2 separate regions of the Sus scrofa genome follow, and region 2 is linked to region 1. A link is a contact called in public Hi-C data. All regions are on one chromosome and are shown on one strand. The core of a region is the stretch at or near the end of the contact, and the rest is flanking DNA. Distances in the headings are between cores, read along the strand shown. Region 1 has its middle 460 kb from the start of FAM49B. Region 2 has its middle 340 kb from the start of FAM49B.

Region 1 (6,033 bases), core at 2,172-4,671:
CAACAGTCATGGTGATCCATCCAAAGCATACACTTTTTCATGTCGGTCGGTTGCTTAATCAGTCTCAGTGGTTTCCCTTTTCTCTTAGGATAATGCCCAAGTAGCAATCACAACCTACATGTCCAGCATCACTTGGTCTATGTTTTCTTTTACTCCGGCATCACTTTCATTCTTTAGGAATCTACCACATTGAACTCGTGGCTCTGTTCAAGACAAACCATGCTCTTTTTACATGCTGTGCCTTTAATTTGATTCTCTGCCCATCTGAATGGTTCTATTGACTGTCTTCCAATAGCCTTATTCATTCTTCAGGACCCTGAACCCTGCGTAGCTACCACTTCTTCCAAGAAGCCTTATGTAAACCTGGATTATGAACTCCTCCTCTTTGCTTCCTGCAACATCTTTTTTTTTTTGGTCTTTTTGTATTTTTAGGGCCACACCCATGGCATATTCCCAGGCTAGGGGTCCAATCAGAGCTGTAGCTGCCGTCCTACACCACAGCCATAGCATAGCCATAGCATCACAGGATCCGAGCCATGTCTGTGATCTACACCACAGCTCACGGCAATGCCAGATCCTTAACCCACTGAGCAAGGCTAGGGATTGAACTCGAGTCCTCAAGGATGCTAGTCGGGTTTGTTAAGTGCTGAGCCACAATGGGAACTCCAACGCTTCCTGCAATATCTCGATCTTACTCCTATCAGAGCACTTATACAATATTGTAATTACCTGTTTCCCTTTTCATTTAAGCAACTAGAATATACGTTCCCTGAAAGCAGGACCATGGGATGGTCACCATTGTATTTCCAATGCCCTAGAAGGAGTCTGAGGAGGGAATGATTTATTCTGTCTTTTACCTCCCTTGCCATGTATGTTCAAGGTATAGCAGATGGATTCCCTTTTTTGAACACACTAAGCTTATTTATTTCATGTCTCTAACTTTGTTCTAGATGTTTCCTTAGCCAGAAATGGCTTTCCCCCTCCTCTTCTTTCTCTGTATTGATGAAAATAGATTGTCACATGGTAAATGTAAGAGGATTAAAAGAGGAGCTGCTTAGCATAGTTACTTCCATATGGTGAGCGTTAAAAAAATACTGCTGATTGACATGGCGCACTGCACCTAGCAGGAACTGAGTAAGTATTTGCTCAATATGCAGGAGGGAGAATTTCCTTTTTTTGTGGATAGTGAGAAAACAGTCCTGAGGCTTAACTCTGGCTAAAGATTTGGAAGCAGTGCTTCTCTGTTAGAGATGTTTTGAGTTCTCAGTGAAATAAATGTCCAAAGGGCCACTTTAGTTGTTCCTTTGAGGCAGACCTTTAAGCCAAGATTTCACCACCACTCCCAAACCAGCCCTTTATCAGGCATGTTTCAAACACATACAAATCCAAATCTCTTTAATTTTCAATGTTGGTATCCTTTCCAACTAAAGCAAACAGTAGCTATAGTTGATACACAGATTTTGAGAAGCATTGGTATAGGGGCCAGAAAATAGGATTTGGAGGATGGGCCTAGATTAAGGTGCTAGTTCTGTTCCTCATTATCTGAGCACCCCAAGACAAGGGAACCAGCATCTCTCAATATCCTTTTCCTTATGTACAAAATGGAGTGAATAATATTTACCATGTCATGTTTTTATGCTAAATCAAATGAGATCACTCTATGAGAAAGTGCCTAGCTCAGTCCTGGGCACATAGCAGATAAATGCTAGTGCCATGGAAGGGCACTCACTGGCCTTTCTTTTGAAAAACCTATGACTAGAAGTTGTACAATGCATTTGGGGGCTGACTTTTCAAAGACGGGGGAGTGCTGTCAGGTCAAAGTGTGATATGACCCAAGCTTTGAAGAGCGAGTAAAGATGCTCCAGGTGATGGGCTTGGAAGGTCCTGATGCAGCTAGGAGGTATCATGGCTATTTATCCAAAACTGGGTTCATTGGACTTGGAAGGTCCTGATGCAACTAGGAGGTACCATGGCTATTTATCCAAAACTAGGTTCATTGAAAACGAAGTTGGGGAGTACCAAGAATTATTTCTCAGTATTCCATATTTACACATATAGAAAATGGGTATGCTCTGGCAAGTGTCTGATCATTTGTGGTGCAGTCTGTCTCCATACCCCTCACCTGCCCCCATTCCTGGGACAGAGGGCTCCCTGGAGGTGGCTATTTCCAACAATCATGGTTGGATTTCAGGTTAATTTGGCTCCAGCTGAATTTCAATTTAATTATTCAGCAAAGATGAGCCCTGTTATTCCTCTGTTTTCGTTATTCTGATTATTCCTGCTAGAACTAGGCATGATCCTCTCCAAGAACCCTCAACCACGTTATGATTCTTTATGTAAATGCTCCTCTCCTGCTCTAAATGGCATCCAGCCCCATGTCTGACAGATCGCTTGTATAATAAATGATAAATGACTCACAAAGCTATACTTGAATGGAAACATGTAGCTACAATTTTCACCAATCATCAATAACTATGTTGAGAGTCTCGTGCACTTCAAATTAAAAACTTTATGGATGTATGGAGTTGCTTTTGTGGCTCAGCGGTTAACAAACCCAACTAAGATCCATGAGGATGTGGGTTCGATCCCTGGCCTTACTCAGTGGATTAAGGATCTGATGTTGCTGTGAGCTGTGGTGTAGGTCACAGACACGGCTTGGATCTGGCGTTGCTGTGGCCGTGGTGTAGGCCAGCAGCTGTAGCTCTGTTTTGACCCCTAGCCTGGGAACCTCCATATACCATGGATGCAGCCCTAAAAAAAGCAAACAAACAAAAAACTTGACATCATTATCTGGATAATGACTTGCAAGCCCCATGAGGGCAGTGTTGGTGACTGCCGCGGTCATCACTGCATCCTCAGTGCTTTGCTTAGCCCTGTACTCGCACATAGTAGGAACAGGGTGCATGTTTCTTTAATCTGTGTGCGTGAACTAAAACTGCAAATGCAATAAAGAGCTGTGAGATAGGTCTGAAAAGGATGTAATGTTGGTGCAATATTTAGTATCCTGGAGCACATTCTCGCTTCTGGAAAAGAGATTTCCTCTCCAGTTTAAATGTCCTGAATTGTATGTAGCCACATTGCCACCTTCATAGGCTGAGGGATTGCTGGACCATAAGCACAATTCCAAATGGAGAGACATTCCTGGCACCCGGAGGAACGCCTGCGAAAGTCAGAGAGACTTTCTCCAAATGGACCAGATTTATAGGGTGAGAAAGATGTGTGAATCTAGGCCAGAGGCCAAGGTTCCTCATTTAGTCTGTCATTGGCAAGGGAAGACCTTAACGAGATCTAAAAACAACTGGCTTCTGCATACCTGCCCTTGAAGGACACTTAGCCCAGAAACCTCCGTACACAGCCTTTCTGCTACACTACCCTGGGAGGGCATAGGCTAGTCCCTCGGTGTCCTAGAAGGAACACGTGCATTATTAGAGTGGCTTCAACTGCTTCTCCCTTTGGCTGTACAATGAGGAGGGTGGGGCCCTCTGATGTCCAACACAGCTGTGATGGAGTGTCCAGAGACTGAAACTCACATCCTAAGTGCAAGACTCAGCTCAGCCACTCTGCTTCCTGGCTGCGGTTTACTAGTGGGCAGTTCCATTCTGTATGGTCCAAGGGTATGGTTCCATTCCTCCTTCTGCCAGAAAGCAGGTCTTCCTTTGGACACTGCAATCGATCTAGAATGTGAACGCCCCGCTGCACTGTGAGCTCGCTGAGGGCAGGGGCTGCACTGTGTGTGCCCCGTACCCGTGGTGCAGGGTTCAGAGCAGATGCTCAGTGCAGGTTAGGGAAGGAATGAACTTCATCTCTGTTCTAGGCGCTCCGGTGGGTGTTGGTGACTGCCTGTCCAAGGATGTCCTCTAGATGGCAAACTCAGCTCAATTTTGAATGGGAGTCAGAGCCTCTGGCTGGGCGATGCCCTGGCAGGGAATAGTTTGTTGGAAATCCAGTTTCATCCAGTGCACATGGAATCTTCAGAAGGTTGGGAGACTTCTGGAATGCCAGCCGGTCAGGATGAATCTCTTCTTTTCCAGGGAGACGATGGGTGTGGGTTTGTCATCTCCCGGCTCCCACCAGTGTTTTCTGATCAAGGGAAATGGTACTTCAGAGGAGGGGAAGGTGGGGATGAAGCCAGCCTTTCTTCATAGGCACTGTTGAGTGACTTCATGTGTATTTTCTCATCTAATTCTCACAATGATCCTACAGTCTGCGTAGTGAGTGTTATTATTTCCCCTTTATAAATGATGACGCAGAGACCCGGAGACGTTAAATCATCTTATCAAAGTAGCGTAGCTTTTTTAGAAGCCCAGGGTTGCTAAGTTATGTCATGCCAATGTCTCGACCACTTTCCCCTCCCTGTTTAACTAGGGAAAGAAAAGATTGAAAAATCAAGGGTGAGGTGGCTTTCCCCTTGTGGCTTGGTGGGTGAAGGGCCTGATGTTGTTTCTATGAAGATACCGGTTTGAGTCCTGGCCTCGCTCGGTAGATTAAGGATCTGGCATTGCTGTGGCTGTGGTGTAGGTTCACGGATGCGACTCAGATTCAACCCCTGGCCCAGGAACTTCCATATGCCACAGCCGGAGCCATAAAAAACAGAGATGTGATAGCTTTAATTAAGTATGCAGATGTAGGGGGAGACGGTAAGAATCCTCAGCTCTAGGCAGTGATGCCTACTCTAGCCTAAGAAAATGACCAGTATCTCAGGTCCTGGCAAGACAGGGCTTTATATGTCTGTGGAATTCTGTCACAGCTTCCAGGGAGCCTTTATTAAAGAGCTGCAGAAGTTTTAGTTGCTTCTGCCTTCAAGAATTCTTGTCTGAAACGAGGCTAGTTTTCTCCCCAAACAGATGTCTAATTCTCTCTCTCTCTCTCCTACTCTGGCATTGGATGGTGCTTTTGGGAGAAAGGTGAATGGGAAAATTCATCACTCGTTTATATCACAGATACGATTGAACTCCCATTATGGTTTGAACCATGTTTTGTTAGGCATAATAATCCTTACAAAGTTGAAGCATATGGAAGCCTTGCCTTCGTCAAAGGAGACATTAAGATATGAGAAAAAAAAATTAGAATTTGAGGTAGAAAATACCCAGGGTCTTGGTCATATTTCTGAATTTGAGAGGAATTACATATTCTCAGGGGAATCTGGGAGGGCTTCATGGAGGTGGTGAGCTGGGGCCTTGAAGACTGTGTAGGCTAAGTGGGACTACTTGAAGGTCATGAAGAGAAGTAGTGGTATGTAAAAGCCAATAAATGTTAAAAACCAATATATTTAGATGGGGAACAATGAGTTTGAGTTCTGTAATTCCCCCTGCATAAAGAAATGGGGAGTTACAGTCAGAGGAGAGGGATTGTCTTCAGATTGGAAAGGTCTTATACACCACATTCACTTCCCATTTTGATTCTATATCTGTTTGTCCTTTTTCTGTAAAGTTTTGCTTTATACAGTTGATGTTATGTTGTAGGGTATATGCAAATTTAGAATTATTACATCTGGCAAATTGACCTTGTATCATAAAATATGTCTCTTTATTTCTCATAATGCTTCTAAACTTAGAGTCTGTATTATGCGGTTATAGCTATACTAGAGTTCTTTGATGAGTTTTCACATAGATCATCTTTTCAAACCATTTGAATGTTAACATTTCTGTGTCCCTATATTTACGGTATATCACATGTAAGCAACATACAGGATTTTTTCCCCCTAGTCTGATAGTGTGGTTCTTTCAATTAGAGGATTTGGCATTAAATGTAATTGCTTATATATTTGTGCATTAAATGTAATTACTTATATATCTGTGCTTTTAAATCTTCTTGTTTATTTTCTATTTGACTCACTTGTTTTAAATTTTTTTTCTTTCCTGCTTTACCTAGGAACGTGCAAATATCCCTATTTCCCCTCTTTACTTAGTTATCCTTCAAGCAGTTATGCTAGAGATTAAAAGATGTATTATAGATTTATTACATTTACCATAAGTTAATATTTTTACTCCCCCCCCATTAATGCTAGGGCTTTGGACATTTTACGTTAATTTA
Region 2 (6,033 bases), core at 1,510-4,009, 120 kb before region 1:
TTGTGAAGCCTATCTGTTCAAGTGTTTTGCTCTCACCCCCACCAATGTGGCTGATTTGTTTATTATTAAATTGCACATTTCTTTATATATTTCTGAACACAAATCCATCATATATATGTTGTGAGTATTTTTTTCTAGGCTTGTCTTTTCATTTTTTTCCAATGGTGTCTTTAAAAAGCAGGAATTTAAAATTTTGATGGAGTCTAATTTATCAAAATTTCCCCTTATGCCTTGTTTTTTTTCCCTAAGAAATCTTTGCCTAACCCAATGCTGCAGAGTTTTTCTCTTATGTGTTCTTCTAAAAGTTTTATAATTTTAGAGTTGCTTTAAGTCTATAATCTATTTCAAATTAATTTTTTGTGAGTAGTATATGGTGAGTGTTGAGGGTGATTTTTCCCCAGATGAATATCCGGTTATTCTAGCACCATTTGTTGAAAAAGACGATTCTTTTACCATTGAATTATCATGGCTTCTTGGTCAAACACTAATTACCCAGCTCAAGGATCTATTTATTTATTCCCTTCTCCTCCTCCTCTGATGAGTTCTAGGTCTATTCTAATGCCAGCAACTGTCTCAATTACTGTAAATTTATAATAATTCTTGAGCTTTGATATTGCTGGTCTCTGTGTTATTTTTCAAGATGGTTTTGACTATTCCAGGTGCTTTGAAGTTTTTTATAAAGAATCAGGTTGTCAGTTTCTGCACACACAAAAAATGCCTGCTAGGCTTAAGATTGGAATTGTGTGAATCTATTGATCAATTTTGGAAGAATGGCCATTTTTAACAATATTGAAGCTTTCAATCCATGAAAATCAGCACATATTTCCCTTTATTTAGATCTTTTAAAATTATAATCGTCAATGTACAGGTCTTGTGAGTAGTTTAACTTTATTCCTACATGTTTCATGTTTATGATACTCTTGTAAATGGTATTTTTAAAAACTTTACCTACTGCTGGTATATAGAAGTAAATTATTACCATTTTTTTTTAGAGCTTTTTTTTTTTTTTTTTTGCCACGCCCATGGCATATGGAAGTTCCAAAGGCTGGAGTTTGAACCCGTACCAACCATAGCGGCAACCCGAGCCTCCGCAGTGACAATGCAGGATCCTTAACCCACTGTGCCACAAGGGAGCTCCAGTAATTATTTTCTTAATGTGACCTCCTACCCCGTGACCTTTCTAAACTCCCTTATTAATTCCAATACATTTTGGTTTTTTTAGATCCTTTTAAGATTTTTATTTTGTGAATAATCAGGCCATCAGTAAATAAAGATAGTTTTACTTCTCCCTTCCTAATAGTTTTGCCTTTTGTTTCTTTCTTTACCTGTGACCCCTAGTAAAGTTTTTTTTTTTTTTTTTTTTTTTGCCTTTTCTAGGGCCACTTCTGCGGCATGTGGAGGTTCCCAGGCTAGGGGTCAAATCAGAGCCGTAGCCACGGGCCTACACCAGAGCCACAGCAACGCAGGATCCGAGCCGCTTCTGCAACCCACACCACAGCTCACGGCAATGCCGGGTCCTTAACCCACTGAGCAAGGCCAGGGATGGAACCCACAACCTCATGGTTCCTAGTTGATTCATTAACCACTCCGCCATGACAGGAACTCCTCTAGTAAAGTTTTGATTAAAAGTGGTGAGAGTAGATATTTTTGCCATGTTTCCAGATAGAGACAAACATTCATCCATTCATTATCACGTATGATGTTAGGGTAAGTTTTTCACAGATGTTCTTTATCTGCTTGAGGAATTTCCTTCCAATCTTTGTTTGTCGAGAGTTTTTATCACCCATGGGTGTTGACTTTTGTTAAATACTTTTTCTGTGCTGATGAGTTGGCCATACTTCTTTTCCCTCTTTAGTCTATTGATGTGGGGACTGGAATTGATTAATTTTGAATTCCTAGGATTGGCTGTTGGTACATCCTGTTTTAAATTCCTACAGGGTCCTGACCCCTCTTTAATGTAGCTGTAAGAATGGTTATTGTTGGGATCTTACAGTTGCACACATGACATGGAATAGACCAGGCTGAGTTAGGTACAGCTTCTCATCATCCCCGTAGCACCCTATTACTTTACATTGCTGAAAAGAGGATGAAATTATCCTGGCATGATTATTGTATTACAGGAGGATGGTAAGTGAAATTCCCATAATCACTGTCCTCTTTTTCCTTCGTCTCTTCCCTCGCCAGATTCGAATGTTCTAAGAGCTGAGACTTGGTTTCATTTCTGTAACCCTGGTGCCAAATACATGACAACGTGAACAATGAAGAGGTGCTTTGCTGCTCTTATCTCGGATCCTCTCTAAACCCTGCTAGGTTACCTTTCTTAGCCCACTTAAGAGATCCCAGACCCCTGAGACGGTAGGCGCAAATCCATGACTTGAAGCTTATTCTCTTTCCTTCTTGTTCCAGAATCTCTTACATGGTAGGCTATTAAATGATTAATTGTTGGCTGATTGGCTGAATGAGTAAATGAATGAATGAATGAAAGTAACCCCCCCCTTTTTTTTCATGAATGGAATAGGTCCACCTAATGAGAGAAAAAAAAAAAAAAAAAAAAAAAAAAAGCTTGGAGCCTGGCCTGTTGGCAGCGTGTGAGGGAGGGGGACAGGAAAGGGCAGGGAGTTCTTGCTAAAAAAGAGAAAAGGAAGTAGAAACTATAAATTTACTTGACAGGGTTGCATCTCTGCGGCTTAGACGTTGGGCACTTCATCTTGGCATGATTATTATATAACAGGAGGATGGAGAAATGCCCGGAAAGTATTGCTTCCTATTACATAACTCTCACTGTGTGCCCGACAGCATTTCTGATAATGAGAGAAGAGAGCGTCTGCCCCTGTCCGGGTGAAAGGCTTTCGAGCTCCTTACGGTGGAATCAGCCTGGTCTCCAGCCGTTTGGAGCGTTAGAGCAGCCACTGGTTTCCTCAGACAGCCTCAGGCTGTCTCCCTGGTCCCTTGTCTCTGTACCTCCTTCCCCAGGAAATGGGTTATATCCACATTCCTTATAATCACCTCTAAGATCTTCTAAATATGTGGTCCTGCCAAACCCAAAGAGGGACTTCTGGGGGAGAACGCCCTTACATGCTTGGGTTTATGTTACTAGGTCAGATTGGCCCCAGCCGAGTTCATTGGCTGTGAACGTTCTTCTTCTTCTTCACAGTTTAGTGTTTTGGTAAATGAGACATTGGAACAGTCTTCGAATAGTTCCTACTTGTCTGGTTTCATGTTTCAAAACGCTGTATGATACAATAAGCATTACCTGGTGGCTCTGCCATGGCCTCTTAGCAGATGGCTCTGAGTTGAGCCATCGTGAAGTCAGTTAGGGTCACCCTTCGGAGCACCCGAACCCATTGGTCTCTGCACCTGCGCCACTGCCTGTTGACCTACAGAGCGTGTGGTCGTTGCCCAGCAGTTGTCCTGTGTCAGTATATCGAAGCAGATGATCGCGGCTGGAATCCTCCATTGTCCTTGCCCTTGATGCAGTTAGTTCTCTAGCAATTTCCGGCGGCTCTACCATCTCTAAAATCTCTCTGGAATCCAACCACTTCTTACTCTTCGCCCTGCGACCTCCACCTGCCAGCCACCTCCGTGCTTTTCCTCTTTGCTTTTGCAGCTCCGGCACTGGCTTACCAAGCAGTGACTGGAGTGAATATTTTCCAGCTTGGAAAGTAAAGCGTGTCGTATGGCTGCTAAAAATCCTCCCAACACTTTCGTCGCAGATTAGAGATCCCACGCCCTTGCTGCCCTTAAAGCCCGAAGGCTCTGGTTCTGCTCACCCCCTTGACAGTATCTTCTACAGCTCTTGTTCCAGACCTGCCGGCCTTCTTTCTGTTTCCCAAACACCTTTTGTCTTAGGCTCTCTGTTCTGGCTCTTCCTGCTGCTTGGAAGATTCTGTCTCAGGATCCTGGCATGAGTGGTTCATCAGTCCTGGTCTCACCTCAAATTTCTTCTTCTCCTGTGCTTCCCAGTCTAAAGTCGCCTCTCATTTTCTCTCTGGATTATTAATTGTACTGCCTTATTTATTCATAGAACCTGCCTTGGTCTCCAGACTTTTTGTTCATCTCCATTTATTTCCATGCTTATTGTGGATCTCAGGAACTGACCATCCCAGGGGCGGGCAAACTGCTGTTGGGCAAATCGATCCTGCTTGTTTTTGTGCATAAAGTTTTATTGGAACCCAGCCATGCCCATTTGTTTACATATTTCATTTTTTACTTTTTTTAGGACATTTTTGGTATATCATTTACTCTGATTTTTTTGTTGTCTTTTTGTCTTTTTAGGGCCACACTCGTGGCATATAGAGGTTGCCAGGCTAGGGGTCCAGTCAGAGCTGTAGCCACCAGCCAACACCGCAGCCACAGCAATGCGGGATCCCAGCCGCATCTGCGACCTACACCACAGCTCACAGCAATGCTGGATCCTTAACCCACCAAGCAAGGCCAGGGATCAAACCCGCAACCTCATGGTTCCTAGTCAGATTCTGTTTCCGCTGCGCCATGATGGGAACTCCTGTTTACGTATTTCTAGTGCTGCTTTGGCTCCGTAAGTACAGATTTGGAGTTGTGACAGACACTTCAGCCTTCAAAGCCTAAAATACTTTCGGGCCCTCCCCAGGAAGCGTCTGCGGACGCTGCTCTGTCTCCCTGCCCGTCTCGTTCACTGCTGATTCCCTGCCTGTTCCAGGCACGTGGTGGTGTTCAATAAATATTCATCAAATGGGTTTAAGGAGTGAGGGAACACAGGACGTTGTGACTAGGTTTGCCTCTAGGCGGGTATGTCTTTTGAGCCCATACATCTTGCAGGCAAATGAACTCATAGGGCCATTTGTGTGTATGTATGCATATGCGTGTTTGAGTGTCTGGGAACAAGAAGGCAGGGAGGCCAAATGAGGCAGGTTTTGCATCCATACAGACCATCATTCCGAACCTGGCTCTGTCGCTTAGTATGACTTTGGAAAAAATATTCAACCTCTTACGCTTCAGTTTCTTCATCATAAAAAAGGAGAAAGTGGAGTTCCCTGGTGGCTCAGTGGGTTACTGACCCAGCGTTGTTGCTGCTGAGGCTCATGTCACTGCTGTGGCACAGGTTTGATCCCTGGACCAGGAACGTCAGCATGCCTTGGGTTTGGCCAAAAATAATAAGTAAATAATAAATAAAATAAAAAAATAAAAAATACAAAAGGATAAAGTGATGCCTACCTTTTGGGATAACACCGGCTGACTTTAGATGCACAGCCAAGGTCATGGAGTGCATAGCAGACTGCACTTAGCTTCCTTGAGGAGTTTGAAAGGATGTCGTGGGAGGGGTCTGAGTACAGCAGCAGCATTTCAGCAGTTCAGTCAGCTGACCCGGTGGACGTGCATCAAGTGCCTCCCGCCTCCCAGGCCTATGCTGTGTTCCAGGAAGCTATCCAAGAAGAGCTTCATAGCGCTCAAGTTCATAGGCACCCAACCTGACAAGGTCCAGTGCTACATGCCGGGAAGTGCAGAGACAGACAAGACGCCGTCCCCTGCAGAACTTCCAATCTTAGAAGAGGTCAGCGGAGTTGACCTGCCACAGCTTAGCCGTGGAAGGTTGTTAAGAACCACAAGAGATACGTAGATGCCAAAGAAGATCTAGAGAAAGGGATAGGAGCACATCGAATTTATTTTGAGGTTTGAACAGAGAGGCTTACAGAATGGGCAACCTTTTTTTCTTTCTTTTTTAAAAATTTTAATGGGTATAGTTGACTTACAATATTAGTTTCAGGTGTACAGCAAAGTGAATCAGTGGTACACATATTCATTCTTTTTTTCCCCTATAGGATTTTACTGAGTAGACCTCCCTGTGCTGTATGGTAGGTTCTTGTTAGTTTTCTATTTCATATATAGTAGTAATATATATGATTATATATAATTATATATAATAAAAACAGTATTTTATGACTCTGTATGTGTTAATCCCATCCTCCGAATTTATCCCTTCCCCCAGTGGTTTCTCCTTTGGTAATCGTAAGGTTGATTTCAAATCTGTGAGTTTGTTTCTGCTTTATAATTCTT

The links. A called contact is a pair of places that touch in the nucleus more often than the background predicts.
Region 2: a contact with region 1 is called in a Hi-C map of skeletal muscle, with 5 times the contacts expected there. The contact joins two enhancer-like sites. A contact is called at or near these places in 3 of 47 Hi-C or Micro-C datasets (fetal skeletal muscle and skeletal muscle) and 1 of 2 datasets of contacts at active chromatin or transcription factors (skeletal muscle).

What each region holds. Positions count from the first base shown.
Region 1 is chr4:10,932,135-10,938,167 of Sscrofa11.1, forward strand. No RefSeq gene overlaps it. Among named protein-coding and RNA genes, the nearest start is that of FAM49B, 460 kb to the left of the region's middle. Within about 2 kb of position 3,422, at least 11 of the 83 cell types and tissues checked have an H3K27ac peak or open chromatin away from gene starts, as enhancers often do. A contact at or near this core is called in skeletal muscle, where this site is marked.
Region 2 is chr4:10,814,277-10,820,309 of Sscrofa11.1, forward strand. No RefSeq gene overlaps it. Among named protein-coding and RNA genes, the nearest start is that of FAM49B, 340 kb to the left of the region's middle. Within about 2 kb of position 2,760, at least 4 of the 83 cell types and tissues checked have an H3K27ac peak or open chromatin away from gene starts, as enhancers often do. A contact at or near this core is called in skeletal muscle, where this site is marked.